Linked DNA regions of Mus musculus: region 1 is linked to region 2. A link is a contact called in public HiChIP or PLAC-seq data. All regions are on one chromosome and are shown on one strand. Each heading gives the region's core, a stretch centred on a gene start, on an enhancer-like site or on the middle of the called end of the contact. The rest is flanking DNA. Distances are from core to core; before and after follow the strand shown.

The links. HiChIP or PLAC-seq counts read pairs in DNA pulled down with a chosen protein or histone mark.
Region 1: a contact with region 2 is called in an H3K27ac HiChIP or PLAC-seq map of SST interneurons, with 2.9 times the contacts expected there. The contact joins two enhancer-like sites. A contact is called at or near these places in 4 of 484 Hi-C or Micro-C datasets (the HL-1 cell line, myocytes, neural progenitor cells and 1 more) and 3 of 115 datasets of contacts at active chromatin or transcription factors (SST interneurons, heart atrium and kidney).

Annotation. Positions count from the first base shown.
Region 1 is chr11:7,133,125-7,136,365 of GRCm38.p6, forward strand. The region is part of intron 5 of Adcy1 (adenylate cyclase 1); the gene reads left to right. Among named protein-coding and RNA genes, the nearest start is that of Ccdc201, 54 kb to the right of the region's middle. Within about 2 kb of position 1,392, at least 36 of the 459 cell types and tissues checked have an H3K27ac peak or open chromatin away from gene starts, as enhancers often do. A contact at or near this core is called in SST interneurons, where this site is marked.
Region 2 is chr11:6,998,045-7,001,317 of GRCm38.p6, forward strand. No RefSeq gene overlaps it. Among named protein-coding and RNA genes, the nearest start is that of Adcy1, 64 kb to the right of the region's middle. Within about 2 kb of position 1,512, at least 10 of the 459 cell types and tissues checked have an H3K27ac peak or open chromatin away from gene starts, as enhancers often do. A contact at or near this core is called in SST interneurons, where this site is marked.

The DNA.
Region 1 (3,241 bases), core at 142-2,641, 130 kb after region 2:
GCCATGCTGGGCCTTGCACTGTATGTACCAATGTGGGGGCAATGCCTTTGCCCTTAGCTACATCTTCCTTCTGTCTGGAGCCATCTGGACCGGGAATAGCTCCCATTATCTAGAGGAAGCCAGAGGACTTGGATTCTGTAGATTCTGAAATGACCTCGTTTTCCAAAAGATCCCTGAGTGATGGACAGCGTAGCCCAGTCCCAGGACTCGCCAGCATTTTCAGGGGCCACAGGTCTTCTGTAGGTTGGAGAGTTCTGACTGGACCCAAAGACCAGCATGGTTATTGGAAGATTCTGGAATTTTTTCCTGGAACCATTTCCCGCACATCTCTTAGATTCATGGTACAGTGATAAAGGGTAGTGGGTAGGCTACTATTCCCTGACAATGCTATGTCAGGGCTCCAAGATCAGCTGCTAAGTCCAGTCGAGGCTTTGCTGGCAGTAACTGCAACAGGATTGCAGACTGTTGAAAGCGTGATAATCCATTTTGACACTTGTGCCTACAGGATGGGCTAGGGCAGGAAAGGAGCACGGCCTAGAGAAGAAAGGCCTAACTGTAAGAGCCAGGACAAGCATTGCTCCAGATGTAGATGCAGATAGAACGCTCTCAGACTGGTCCTGATTTCTCCCCAGCCTGGAGCATCAGGACCCTTCCTTTTCAACGACTGTATAAACATCTAGTTATCTTACCTCCTAGACCGTTCATACCTATGGGGTAAAATAGACACAAACATTTACTGAATTTTTCCTTTCTAACCTTTAAACTCAGGCCACACATGCCTGTTTTCTTTTCATTGATTGGTTCAGAGGTAAAGGGCATGGTCTGTCCCAGGCTTGTAATCATAGACAGCTCTGGAGTGGACCCAAAGTGGGACAGCGAGACCTGCTAAGCTAAATTGTAGAGCATCTGTGTTCCTTGATTATACATCCTTGCAATGCAATACCCTAGAAAAAAGGGTTTTAGAGCCATGTCCTCAACGGTTATGTCAGGGCTGGCAGGGCAGGCGGCTCCTACATCCTAATGATGAGGCTACCCTTGGCCTTTATTGAAGGGCCTCTCAAGGACTTCTATGATGCTTAGGCATTCGAGTAACCCCTCCTGAGCTCTGCTCCCAGATGCCCACAAGGACAGGCTTCTGTGGCAGAGGTCACTGGGACTTTTCTCACCCTCATGTCATCTATGCCCTCTCCGTTTTCTACTTGTACCCCTCCCTCTCCATTTTTCTGAATGATCCCAGGACCTCTGATTGCAGAGGCTGCAGAGGAGCTGGCAGGTTCCTGGTTCCCAGCCTGGGGTGAGCTTCATTTTCCTGGAATGCTCCATCCTTTGCCTGTGAATGGAGAAGCGGTGGTTGTGACGAAGGACTGAGTGTTTCTCGGATGCAGTAGCTGAGTGGGAGGATTTCAGCAGCCTCTGCAGGGGCTGACTCACCAGCCCCCAGACAGAGGGAGCCATCCCCAAAGAGGGAGGCCCTCCACTGCCAGATTTCCCCAGGATTCCCTCTGCTGTGCTGCCCACGGGCCTGTCCAAGTCTGTCTCTGTCACAGGGAAGCCCCTGCTGCCACATGTGAGATGGGAACAATGACCACGGTCTTCTTCCACATGCCCTCCAAGGGCTCAGTGTACCTTTTTCCTAAATAGATTTTTATCTAGCAGTGACCCTGCTTTTGAGTTGTGTATCTTTCAACTGCTACAATGAAGTAAGCTAACGGAAAATTCATAGGTATCCCCCAAGAGGTCTACTTTGAGCTGGTGAGGACAGCCTGTGCCATCCGGAAGTCAGTAGCTGGTGGTCTCCAGGCTGAAGTTCGGATGCCCAGGTATCTCTTTCTTAAGCTGGGTGTGTGTGAGCCGCAGGACACGGCACAGTTTCTCAGTATAGACTAACCTAAAGGATTACTATGTCTAATTACTGGAGTCTGGGTTTTAGGGTCAGCCTTGTGGATATTTTTAAGAAGCAGTTTTCTGTGGGGTGGAGGGTGAGGGTGCTGTGTGTCTTCCCCAAAATCCCACTCTCCTCAGAGAATCTGTCATAACGTTTAGGGGACCTGGGGACTCCTAGCCTGTATATTATAGCTGATGATTGCATTCCTATAGATGGTGAAGCCAAGGCCCTGGAGGGGCAGTTAAGAGCCCACAAGTCCAGGGCGCACATTTGGACATATTGTGTTGAAAGTGTTTGCTGTGTTCTTCTATCATGCTAGGATGGAGACTAGGGGTTGCCTCAGGCAAATGCGTTGTCATCACTTCTGGAAAAATTCTGCCTAGCTGACAGCAAATCACCCTTTAGAGTGTCCGTTCCTCCCTTTTACTTTTTTTTTTTCCTTTGTGTACACAGCTGCATCTGTAGTGCTTGGAAGAATGGCCAAGAGGCGTGAACTCAGTAGGTTCTTGCTGAACAGAACAGAGATGTGGCCTTTCATCTTTGCTCAGGGTTTTATGTCAGCCAGTGTACTGGGAGGGCGGGAGGGTTGGCTTCATCCTATTGGGACCCAGCACCGAAGGTCAGGGCCAGGACCGCATTGTTCCTTCATAGAAAATACCTGTGATAAAAAAGCATCTCTGAGATCAGACACAAGAAAGACACGTAGGATGAACAAAGGAATATGGAAATCTTGGTGTCCGGGAAGTGAAGTGAAGGGTTTTGTTGGATTTGGACAGAACATGCCTGTGTACAGGGAGCCACGCGGAGCCACAGCTGAACAGCTGGATCTGTTTCTTTAGAAGACACTCTCTGGGGTGCTGTGGATTCGATGGTGCCAGCTTTGATTTACCAGAGGCAGAAGCTGCCAGGAAAGACTGAGTGTTGTCAGGAGTTGCTGGGTGCCAGACATGTGGGGCCATGTGGACTTTGGCAGATCCCAGCTTTCAGGGATCCAGAACCGCTGACTTGGAACGCCCAAGGGAGCTCGGGGACATTTGTGGACAGGGCAAACGCATGTCCCAGCAGTCCCCAGACTGCCTTGCCTTTTGTGGCTGCAGAAACGGAAGCGGTGAATGTATCCTAGAACACTAAGGACAGGTGTCTTCTCCAACATTGCTCATGTGGGTTTTGAAAGTCAAATTCTATCTTTAGGGTCTCTTACCAGAGATTGGCAGACTCCTGGGAATAAAGTTAAATTTTTTAAAGTTTCACTTATGTGTAAAACAAAATGGCTCTTAAAGCCTTAACAATAGTCTGACCTGCACATTCTCTTCTGGAGGTCATTGAAACTAACTGATCAGTATTAGCAATGCAGGT
Region 2 (3,273 bases), core at 262-2,761:
AGCCTCAACATCTATTACAACTGCCCAGAGAGAAGCCACTCAAGGTAAGGGGTAAAGAGATGGTCTGAGGGGTTCCATAGGAGAAAAGCAGGCAGGCCACCAATAAGAAAGCTGGCCAGAGGGAGGCATGGTCTGAGGGTGGAGGCAAAGGAGCGGGTTTTGGTTTTGCAGTGGACACATAGCTCATGCAATAGTCCTTAACCAGAATGTTAGAAGTTCACCTTTTAAAGGCTAGCTATCTATCCTGTGCTGCCTGGCAACTGCATACAAATGAGGACCTCATTATGCGTCTTCAGAGCTTGATGGATATTGCCACCCATTTAAACAACGTTAAAAATATGCACGTCCACACCTAACTAACAATGGTTTGAAATATTCCATGCTATATGCATTTGGTGGAAACTGTACTTTAGGGTCTGACTTTGGATCTCCTCCTGGTCGTCTCTTATAATTCTGGACGATGGCAGATATTCCCAGTCAGCTTTGAGGCCATGAGGGAACGCATGTAACACCCGGAAGCCTATGACACTGTGTTGTTGCAAGGTAAGATGTTCTTAGTGCATTTTCCACTTTATGGTATTATTAGAACATGTTTCTTGGGACACAGCCTCAAAGTCCATCTAAGAGCAATAGGCAGGTAAAGGAGGGAAGGTTACAGAAGTACCTTCTTTAGAGGGGGAGTGGAAATGGCCTCCATGTACGGATCTGCTACCTCCCTGGGACAATGTCCAGGGCTGGCCAGCTCCCCTCTGCATCTGTTTTGCTCCAAGCTGAGTTTGTTTTTCTAAATCATAGAGGTTGAAGGAGAAACGTACTCAGAATTATGACCATTGTTCTGGACAGAAACAGTCTGGGAGTCTGCTTGTCTAGCCATGCCCTACTTCCCACTATGTGCTGGCTAGTTCTTTCAACTTGACATGAACTGGAGTCCCTTGGGAAGAGGGAACTCCCATTGAGGAGTTGCCTCCATGTGATTGGTCTGTGGTCATGTCTATGGGACATTTCTGATTGGTGATTGATATGGGAGGGTCCATTCTACTGTTGGTGGTGCAATCCCTCTGCAGGTGGGCCTGGGCTATGTAAACAAAGTAGTTGAGAAAGCCAGGAGAAGCTAGCTAATAAGCTATGTTCTCCCATGGTTTCTGTTTCTGCTTCTGCTTCCTTCTCTGTCTTCCCTCAGTGATAGATTGTGACCTGGGGGTTGTAAGATGAAATAAACCCTTTCCTCCACAAGTTGGTTTTGGTTAATGTTTTATCACAGTAACAGAGATGCAAACTGATATAGTCTACCCAAGAGAGACTTGGTGAATTTTCATCAAATTAGGTTAGGCCTGGCAGGGATTCTATTGAAACCCAAGAAAACTTGTCTCCAAAAACTCATTGCTTCTCAAATCCTAGGAGACAACTATTTTTAGGGAGTGTTTTGTTTTCAAAGGCACAGTGCTGTTGTGAAGCCAGCTGGGGGCTCATCTAATCAAGAAGCACTTGGGAGTGTTTATGCTAATCCCTGAAGCCAACCTCCTCTATTTGGAATCAGCTCCCACTCTTTCTCCTCTCAGCCCTTTTTGGCTGTGGAAGAAGCAGGTGCTTTGCACACAGGGCCACTATATACACTGCTCCCTTATGGCTTTAGCTCCCTTTAAATGAGCCCAGTCATAGAGCTTAGCATTGAAGGTCTTCAAGAGAGGTTCATTCATACCAGCCCACACAGTTTACACGTTTTAACATGTGTGTGGAGTATTGAGTTATAGGGCCTTACACACACAGACACACACACAGACACACAGACACACACAGACACACACACACACACACACACACACAGAGACACACACAGACACACAGACACACACAGACACACACACACACACACACACACACACACACACACAGAGAGAGAGAGAGAGAGAGAGAGAGAGAGAGAGAGAGAGAGAGAGAAGGAGAAACAGAGAGGCAGAGAGACAGAGAGACAGAGACATAGACATAGACATACACAGAGAGAATGAAAGGTAGTGATATGTTCCATATCATTCTATGCTTCTAATACCATGTCCATCCAATACAACTTTGCTGTGATAGACTTTCCTTAGCTATACTTTAGACAGACTCCTCTGTGGCTTCTTTTTAATAAGCCTTGACCTTGGCCTTCCATTGACCAAGTCTAGTTACAGCATGTATATTTTTGTCAACTTGACACAAGGTAGAGTCATCTGGGAAGAGGAACTTCAGTTGAGAAAATTATTACACCAGATAGGCTTGTAGGCAAATCTGTAGGGCCTTTTCTTGATTAGTGATTGATGTGGTAGGGTTCAGGCCACTGGGTGGTACCACCCCTGTCAAGTGGTCCTGAGTCATATAAGAAAGCAGGCTGAGCAAAGCCATGGAGAGCAAACTACTCAATAAGCAATACTCCTTTATGGCTTCTGCTTAAGTTCCTGCCTCCAGGTTCCTCCCCTGAGTTCTTACCTTGGTTTCCTCGCTAATAGACTGTGATCACAATCTACAAGCTTAATAAACATTTTCTCCACAAAGTTGCTTTTGGTCATGGTCTTTATCGTATAGTAGAAAGCTAACCAGGAGAGCTACTTTTCTTGATGTTGTGACCAAATCCCTGACAAGAAGCAACTTAAAGGATGAAGGGTTTATTTTGGCTTGGGCAGTTTAAGAGGAGATGCCTGGCAGATTGGGCATAGCAGCAGGTACGAGTGGTACCTGGTGATAACACATCCTCAGTCTGCAAGTGGGGAGCTGACAGGAAGTGGGGAGCAGATAGGAAGTGGAGACTGCATATAAACCTCAAGACCCCTCTGTGTCAGGCTCCACCTCCATAAAGTTCCACAACATCTCAAAACTACTAGCTGGGGGCCAAGTGGTCAAACATGTGAATCCATAGAATAGATTTCATACTCAAATCATAGCAGCATGAATTCTATGAAGGCCATTTAGAGAGAGCCTTTCTCAATCTCTGTACTGGTTCCTCATCTTCCAGAACTACCTGCATGATGTCTAACAACATGCATTCTGCAAGAGTGCTGCCAGGCCAGGTTAACCAGCATCCCTGTGCCCTGATGCTGCTCTTGCTCATTTTCTGTCTGCTGAGACCACTGCTCTCTTCTTGTGTGTTTGGAGCTGAGCTGAGTTTTATACTGAGGTCTCTCCCCCTAGTGCAATGGCTTCTGAATAAATCTGTTTATATTCTTTAAGCTACTATTTGACTCTGGTTCTCTTCAGCAGCTGTGAGACAGACATTGCCTTCTTTGGGCAAAGCTATAC